Linked DNA regions of Mus musculus: region 2 is linked to region 1. The links are chromatin contacts, called in public promoter capture Hi-C maps. All regions are on one chromosome and are shown on one strand. The core of a region is the stretch at or near the end of the contact, and the rest is flanking DNA. Distances in the headings are between cores, read along the strand shown.

Region 1 (4,519 bases), core at 483-2,982:
CTGATGCAGAGGCCATGGAGGGGTGCTGCTTACTGGCTTGCTCTTTTATAGAACCCAAAACTACCAGGCCTGGCATGGCACCACCCACAGTGGGCCCTTTCACCCTAGATCACTAATTGAGAAAATGTCTTACAGCTGGATCTCATGGAGGCATTTCCTCACCTGAAGCTCCTTTCTCTGTGATAACTCCAGCTTGTGTCAAGTTGACACACAAGTACACGTATGCGCGCGCGCGCGTACACACACACACACACACACACACACACACACACACACACACAGAAATGTTGGGCCTGAGGTCACACAAATAATGAGGCACAGGCCGCCACAATCCAAAGTCAAACAAAAGCAGCTTTTATTCACCAAGGGAAACTCTCACCAAGAGATCTAGCTGGACTAGAGATGCAGTTAGGCTCGGGAGCTGAAGCAATGAGCCCAAGAAGTGGGCTCACAGGCCTTTTAAAGCAGAAAACCACAACCAGGTATGAAGTGGAAGATTAGGGTGAGGGTCTAGGCAACCTTTACCATGGTTGGTTGTGGTTAGGGGGCTTTCCAGAGGTCCTGGTTCCTGATTGGTCTGTGGTGGCCCCTAGGTATTCCAGGGAAAGAAGGGTGGCAACTGTTTCAGGATCTTGGAGAAAAGGCCAGATGTTCCTCCCCTTCCCTGAGTGGTAGACTCTAGAACATTTGTGGTTTTTCTTGGAATTGGGGCCATGCAAAACGGAGGACAGACTTCAAGATGGAGCAAGTTAGGCCAAAGAAGTTTAACCCAGTCCCACCGACACACACACATACACACACATACCTATTAAAACAATAAGATAAATAGAGCAATTTTTAAAAATTGATTTACTTCTTGGTAGTCAAAGTTTCAGATTTTGTTCTGATTGATGTTATCAATATAAATTCCACGTGTAACTACTAAAAAGTTCCAGTTTCACTCGACAAGGCATAAGACAGCATTGGAAACTTAAAAAAAAAATACATATATTTTTTTGTTCCATGTGCCTGAATTTTTCTCCCCCTGTGGGAAGAAAATGGGTGGAGATGACATATTAACAACTAAAATGCTGAGCTATTAAAACATTTCTAATTTTGCTTTGTGGGTTAAAGACCTCTCTCGCACATACCACTTAAAAAAAAAAAAAAACATTGCCAGAGTATGTGCTTTAATCATTTCATCCTTGTCACGCCGATCCTATTATCTATTTAAGTGACCCCCTTCCCCATCAGCCTCAAGAACGACCTGAGTCTGGGTCCTGCAGTTCTGAGCACAGAACGTGGGGCTCCCAGTAAACGACAAGTAAAGACCTGCCTATTCTTTCGCCTCAGGCTGACCACAGGTGTGGTGGGATGATATCTAGGAATCTATGGTAGGCATTTTGCAGCCAGTGCTTGTCCATTGCAAAATGGGAATAATTCGTACCTGTTTCCAAGTGATTTAGGGAGGAGCCAAGAGATGAGCGTGAAAAGTTCGCAGCAAAAAGATTAGTAACTCACTCATTATTTAATGGATAATTAAGCTCCTAGGCCCGCTATTACAGAGCCCAATGTGTTTCTCCAGCCGATCGCAGCCTTTCGGACTAGTGCTTAGGACAGGATCTCGCCCGGGGCTGGTCTCCTGCGAAGCCCAGCGAGGTGGCCTTATTAAAAATGGCGCTGGCGGCTTCCGTGGCGACTGCGGCGGCGCGGACTGAGTGTGCCCTCTGACCTGTTGGCAGCAGGCGGGGAGGGGCGCCGGGCGCCGCCATATTGGCTGTTGTCCTGTGAGGGGAGCGGCGGCGGCGGCGGCGGCGGCGGCGGCGGCGGCGGCGGCGGAGGCGCGAGAGGAGCCAGCGAGCGGGGGAGCGGCGCAAGAGGCAGCATGACTCGGAGGCGGAGCAGGCCAAGCGGCGGCGCGGGCCGGCGGGAGCGGGCGCGGGCCGCGGGGCTGCAGAAGCCCCAGGCGCCCGAGCCGCAGCCGCCGCCGCCGAGCCTGGAAGCGGGAGCCGGTGCAGGGCCCCCGGAGGTGCCCGCCGAGCTGGATTGCGACGGTCCCCGAGAGGAAGAAGAGCCCAAGCTGGCTCCAGGCCCTCAGGTAGGATCGAGCAAAACGACTCCGACTGCCGGGCTGCTTACACCTCCCCAGAGCGGGAGCGGGAGTGGGGCGGGAGTGGGCATGGACCATACTGTGGGTCTGGGACCAAATCCCAAGTCCGGGGCAGATGCTTTCAACCCGCTTGCCGGGAGTGGAAGCTGGACCCCTCTCCAAAGCCAAAGCTCAGCCAACCCTCTTGCGACCCTTGTAAAGCTACCCGTTCAGGCCCTGCTCCGGAGCTAAATCTTCTGACCATTTATGCTCTCTGGGACTCGCTCAGGTCCCGAGACCACCGCTTAGTTCTCTGCCCTCCACTTCCCTTTGGAGCCACCTGATTCCCCCCTATCCCCTAGCCCCTAAAAGACCATCATCTCAGGGCGCTGGAACCTGCAAGGCTGCAGCCTCTGTGCGCCCCTCCACCCCCGCCCCCAGCAGCTTCATCCCTTCCCCTGCACGGTCTGCAGCCGCTACCCTCAACAGCTGTACCTCTCTGCATCTGCCTTCCGGGACCTCTCTCCTTTCCCTACCCAGCAGAACAGTTGGCGGCCCCAAAGACTGTTAGAATAACTCCACTAAAGAGGAAACCCTTGTTCTCCTCCTATCTCCTGTCCCATAAGGAGCCCCCACTCCCACCTCCAACCCCCGCCAGTCCACTAGTTTGGTGAATCCTGCGAGACTAAGAGTATTTGGGAGGATTCTCGGAAGCTTCCAGCTTGCCACCTGGAAGGTCACTTTCTTTTGAGCAAAAAGGAGCAAACAGGAGAGGCGGGGGTGGCGTGGGCCACAGTTGCTCAGGGAGGGTTGTGGCACCCGGGGCTGGGTGGCTCACCCTAAGCTTGCTCTGACAAAAGAGTTTTGAGTTGGTTTTTTGGCTGAGCCTGCCAAGGAAGGCAGGCCCCTGCAGGAGTCTTGGAGGGTCGGATGCAGCGCCCGGATGAGGACGAGGCGTGGCGGAAGATGCGTTTGGCTCTGCAGACACTGCATCGGGCAGCAGGGGACTCTGGGAGGCTGGTGCAGCCTGAAGGCATGGCTCTTGACAGCCTTCTAGTAGAATCTCTGGAATTGTGCATGTGAGTGGGGATGCCATTTGGGGTACCATTCCTGGAACGCTTTCCCTGACCTCCCCAGTTAAACCAAGTGCCCCCTCTGTGCCCACCACCCTCTTTGCTTCCCTTCAATGGCACCACTCCTTCTGTGATGAAACTTGTTGATGTGTCTGTCCCAAGCACTGAACAGTGAACACCACGGGCTGGGAGGATGCCCTTCGTGGGCTCCTCCACGCCTGTCCCAGGCTTTGCCTTTATGGAGAAGTAACTAGGTGAAGGAGGGGAAGGTTGAATCAGGCTAGAACCTGCACTTATTGTAACCTACTTTTGATGCTGGTCTCCTTTGTGTCTCGTATCACGGTGAGAGGATTTTTAATTAATGAAAGTATCTCAACTTCTTGGATGTCAGAAGCATACCCAACATCCCGCTCTGCAGCCTAGGCTGTCACAGGTTGCCCTGTGCTCCTGCTGGGTCTCCATTTCAACCAGACATTGCTTCCCCTTCTTACCTGTTTTGACCACCCCCCATCCCCGCCCCCAAAGAGTGTTGTTATCTAGAAGAGAACCATGCAGCTAGCTGTCTGTTTTCCTCTTTCTTTCCCATTCAGACATACAGTGCTCTAGAGCCCCTGTCACATAGAGAGCCCAGAAAGTTTGGATGGTGTCTTAACTGTCCAGTTTCATTGAAATGCAGTTGTCCCAAATTTGAACCTTCATTAGTACCTCTGATCCAGGTTTTTATAGATTCTTGTCTATAAAGAAAGACCTAGGATGGTTAGCATACCTTACTTTTATTTTGTTATTTTTAAAGATTTATTTATTTTATGTATATGAGTACACTGTAGCTGTCTTCAGGCACACCAGAAGAGGGCATCGGATCCCATTACAAGTGGTTGTGAGCCACCATGTGGTTGCTGGGAATTGAACTCAGGACCTCTGGAAGAGCAGTCAGTGCTCTTACCCGCTGAGCTATCTCTCCAGCCCGCATACCTTCCTCCTCCCCTTCCCACCTCCCCTGTGCTCTCCTCAGCACCTAGCACTGATTTGATGCATTAGCCAACTGATCTGGTTCTTTGTCTGCTTTTCCATGTACACTGTAGAGTGCAGGAGCTTTGTCAACTAGTCACCAGATCCCTGTCCTAGTGACTAACAGATATTAGTAAACAGACTAGAGGATATAACTACAATTACCCCGTTCTCAGATGGGAAAACAGAAACCCACAGCAATTAAACATTTACCCAAATGACTCCCACTTACAAACAAGAGGCAAAAAAACTCCAATCAAGTAAAAATTCACTCTTACACACACAAGGGAGCTGAAAGACCAGCTCTGATTGGACTCCGCTTTTTGCTAAGGGTAGAAATGAGAGTCAAGATACAGCTTTTTGTGCTCTG
Region 2 (4,006 bases), core at 40-2,539, 2.7 Mb before region 1:
CCAAGTGTTCACGCTCCCTCTTACAAGCAACCGGGTCTCAAGACCTCATTTCTCCCTTCCCAATCAGATGTTCAAATCCTGTAGAATGCACCTCCACATCACTTCTCAATCATTTAAAATTCTTCCTGCCTTCCTTTATCTTGTCTTGCCCCATCCTCTTGGCCCCGACCCCCGGATCAATCTTTCTGTGTAGCCACCGGCCTTGGACTCACTTTCTGATCAGCTTGCCAAGTGTTGGGGGCTCATAGCCGTGTGTCCTCACCGCCCCCCCCGCCCCCCCATAGCTCATCTGTTATTACCGTCTGCCTGGTCTACACAGGACTGCCAGTTTTCAATCTCTAACATCTGCAGGAGTTACAAAGCAAAAAAAGCCTTCATTTCTTCCTTCAAACTTCTAAATCCTAAAACATCAAATATTGCCTTAAACATCAATCCTTACTCTTGGAACTCAGCCATCCCTCACCACCGCCGCCCCCCTCCCTCATTTTTCAGTCGTCTCTGCCACTTGTCAACACCTCCAATCTCATTGTGGAACGCAGCGTCCAATGGCCTCCATCCAAGGCCCCGAGGTCTCCCCGCAAAACCCCACCTCTTCCCAGGCCAAATCCAAAAGCCTCCTCCCTCGCGCTGCCCCAAAGATGCTCGCAGTCCTCGGATCCCGAGTAACATTCTCTTTTTCCACCGGGCCCTAGGGTGATCTGGCGTCTTCTGCGATTCTTTGCTTCGCTCCCCACTGTGTCCCCCACGTCTACACCCGCGGCGGTGACTCGCGCGGGACATCGCCGGGCAGCCCGCACGGCTGGGCGGTAGCGGACGGGTTTGCCGGTAAGCCGCTTAACTTTGCAAAACTAAAGCGGCCCCGGAGGTGCTCCCGCGGGAACCCAAGGCCGTCCGGCTGTTTGCATCTCGTGCAGCACCGCCCTCCCTCGCCGACTGGAGGTCCGCCTCCGCCCCCGGGCCTCCCCACAGCCTGGCGATCCCGCCGCGCGCCGCCCGCGGCGGCCTAAGCCTCCTCCCGGAAGGCCTCCCACCTTCCCGGCTCCGCGACCCCGAGGACCGCGGAGCCGCCGCCTACGCGAGCCGTTTGGACCCTGCGCGGCCCCCGTAGCGCGGCTCCTCCAGCAGGTGGTTCTGGTCCTCCGCAGTCCGTCCCCCGCGGACCTCTCCTCGGCGTCAGCGTCCGCCGCGCTGCGACCCTCGGCAAAGAAGTCCCGCGCGCCGGCCGGCCACGGCGGGCGCCAGGCTTGCGGGTCCGCCCCGCCCCGCCCCGCCCCGCCCTCCGCGCGCCGCCGCCCTCCGCGGGCCCGTTACTGCGGACGCCCCGCGGCCCGCGCCCAACGCCCGGGGGTAGCGCGGGAGCGGCGGGGAGACGGGAGCGGCCGCACCGCGGCGAGGGAGGCCCGGTGAGTCTACGGAGCCTCGCAGCTCGTGGCTGAGGGGACGCGGCCGAGTGCGGCCTGAGGCGGGGAGCGGAGCGGAGCGGAGCCGAGCGGGGCTGAGCCGAGCGGGGCCGGGCGGCGGGAGGGCCGCGGAGGCTGCGGGGGAGTGCGGGCCGCAGGCCTGGTCCGCCGCGGCCGGCCGCGGGAGTGACAGCAGGTGCGGCCGCCCGTTCGGGGCTCCCCGGGGCGCCCACCCGACGCCGGTGTCGCTTGCAGGCTTGGACACCGCGTCTCGGCAGCGGCTGGGGCTCGCCCAGCCCGCCGCGCTCTTTCTCCGGGTACTTCGCGAACAAGTTTTGGAGCACCCGGAACTGCTCGTGCGTGAGATTTGGCTTCGGTTCCCGAAGGAGGAGAGAGGGGCTGCTCGCCGCTCGCCTTCCCTCCCTCCCTCCCAGCAGCCCGAGGTAGATGCGCAGGCTCTCGCACAAGCCCCTGCTGTCGGGGCTTCCAGCAGCTATGCGCGGCGGCGGCGGTGGCAGCGGTAGGGTGCCAGCCTCGGGGTGTCTGTAAACGCGGAGCAGTCGGGGCAAAAGTTTATCCCATTGTCTGCCCCGCTCCCTCCACTGGCGACATTTCTCAAGGGATGTCGGTGGAGAGTTCTAGCGAGAGGCAGAGGCGCTGGAAAAACACAAGCATTGTTCTTCAGCCTCGTCTGTTTATGTGAAGGCGCTTGCGCCCGCCTGTCACGGGAATGAAGTTAAGCTGTAGCTCCAGAAATACTGGAGAAACTGCCGAAAGATGGTAATGCTGTATTGAGAATCTTCCTAGAAAGCCTGGGGTTTCCCTACACTAGCTTATGCCACTAAAATCGGTTAGTCTAAGCCTCTTTAATGTGATTTTTCACTAAAGATCGAAATACACCTGTTTAATATTAACCCTAGGGGCTTCTAGCAATCACTCTAGAGCGAGAACCTACACGTGGATCAGAGGGACGTTGTGTGCAAGTGAAAATCACCTTTGCACTTCATGACTGAATTCCTTAGTACATGTCTGCAGTTTGCTTTTTGTTTTTGTTTCTAAGAGTTCACAACCCACAGAAGTTGAGAGCTTCGGATTAGAAAAGGAAGGCTGCACCTAACCAGTGTGTGTGTTGCGGGGGGGGGGGGGGTGGGGGGGGGTGGTGGAGCTCCGGGTATGCCTTTAAGTTTATGTCATTTTCGATAAGTGTGTTGGAAGCAAAAGTTTCAGGACCGTTGGTCCTCGATCCCTGTAACCTTAAGTTCTAAGAAGTCAAAATGACAGTCAAGCAGCCAAGAAGATGAGGGAGACCAGGCCATTCCTTTTCCTCTCATTTTGTAATTCGTAGGGACAGTGCTTGGCATCAAACCCAGGGCCTCTTGGAGTCGCAAGTCCTCAGTCTGTTGTGTTTGATCTGTTAGAGTCCACCAAGGCCTCTCTAGCTGCACGAACTGGTGTACACCTGTATTCCCAAGACTCAGGAGCCTGGGACAGGAGGATTGAGAGTTTGGTTCCAGTGCAGGCTACATGGTGAGAGAGCTGCCCTCTCAAAGCATATGGCCATATTAACTGATGACATTGACATTGCATAGTTCCGTTTTGGATCAAGCTAGGTGGTTGATAGTGTTGATCGACACAGTCACTACTGTTCATTTTTTAAAGGGCTGAAATTATGTACTTAAGTTCCCCCAGGCTCAATTCTTTCCCGACACTGATGTCATAGAAGAAGGTGCTCATGATGGCAGTGGCCCTTCATAGAGACCAAGGCCTCAAGAAAACAGGTCATTCATTTATAAATCTTGCTAGGCGTAGCTTGGCCTGTTCCTTAGTAGCAACAGTTTATCTCACACCCTCACCTTTTAAAAATCAGCAGTTTGACACAAAATCCAAAGCTTCCTACAAAAACAAGATTCCTAGGGGGAAAAAGATGAGTTGTGGAAACACTTCGTTGTGACGGTGCTGTTAGTTAGATGGTGTGTGCTCTCCACCCTCAGTGTTCAAGTTCAGAGCACAGATTCCAGTGCACACTTAGGTATGGCACTGTGTGATTGGAGAATGTAATTAAGCCTCAGTCAGTAAGCTTGAGGTCATGATTAACTTATTTAATGTTAATAATGTTAATTAATGTTTCTTCTTCTTTTTTTTTTTTTTTTTTTGCTGAGACTGTTTTTTACTGTGTAGCCCAGTTTAGCCTTGAACCTATGACCTTCCTGCCTTATCCCTTCCAGTACTGAGACTGCAGATGTGCCCATTACAACTGGCTGATATCTGTGCCAAGTCCTTGATTGATATATATATATATATTTGGGAATACAAAGAAGAGACCTGTGTTGTTCAGCATTTTGTAAATCAGGACAGTAGGGAGCTAGATACAGTGGTAGCTGTTGAAAGAGTCCATGAAGAACAGAATTAAGTGTAAGTGCAGGAACATTAACGAGAAGGCAGATCAGAATTGCAATGGGGCTAAATTTGAAGAACGGAGAAGTTTTAAGTGGAGGAGACAGACATTCCAGACTCCAGGAACAAGTGAACACTGAGCAGTCTGTTTTCTCGCAGAACAGGGAAAGTGGGAGAAATCACTGTAGAATGTAAGTGAATTACTTTTTTAA

Evidence for each region. Promoter capture Hi-C pulls out the DNA fragments that hold promoters and counts their contacts.
Region 2: a promoter capture Hi-C map of liver shows a contact between it and region 1, with 2.4 times the contacts expected there. The contact joins the promoter of Gkap1 here to the promoter of Fam193b in region 1.

The regions. Positions count from the first base shown.
Region 1 is chr13:55,568,333-55,572,851 of GRCm38.p6, reverse strand. It overlaps Fam193b (family with sequence similarity 193, member B), which reads left to right and starts at 1,732. Exons shown (of 11, transcript NM_145382.4): 1 at 1,732-3,147. Gm31364 (a long non-coding RNA gene) reads right to left here and starts at 1,756. Exons shown (of 2, transcript XR_873486.2): 1 at 1,427-1,756.
Region 2 is chr13:58,271,471-58,275,476 of GRCm38.p6, reverse strand. Gkap1 (G kinase anchoring protein 1) reads left to right here and starts at 1,289. Exons shown (of 12, transcript NM_019832.4): 1 at 1,289-1,403. It overlaps Gm26555 (a long non-coding RNA gene), which reads right to left and starts at 626. Exons shown (of 8, transcript XR_873524.3): 1 at 1-626.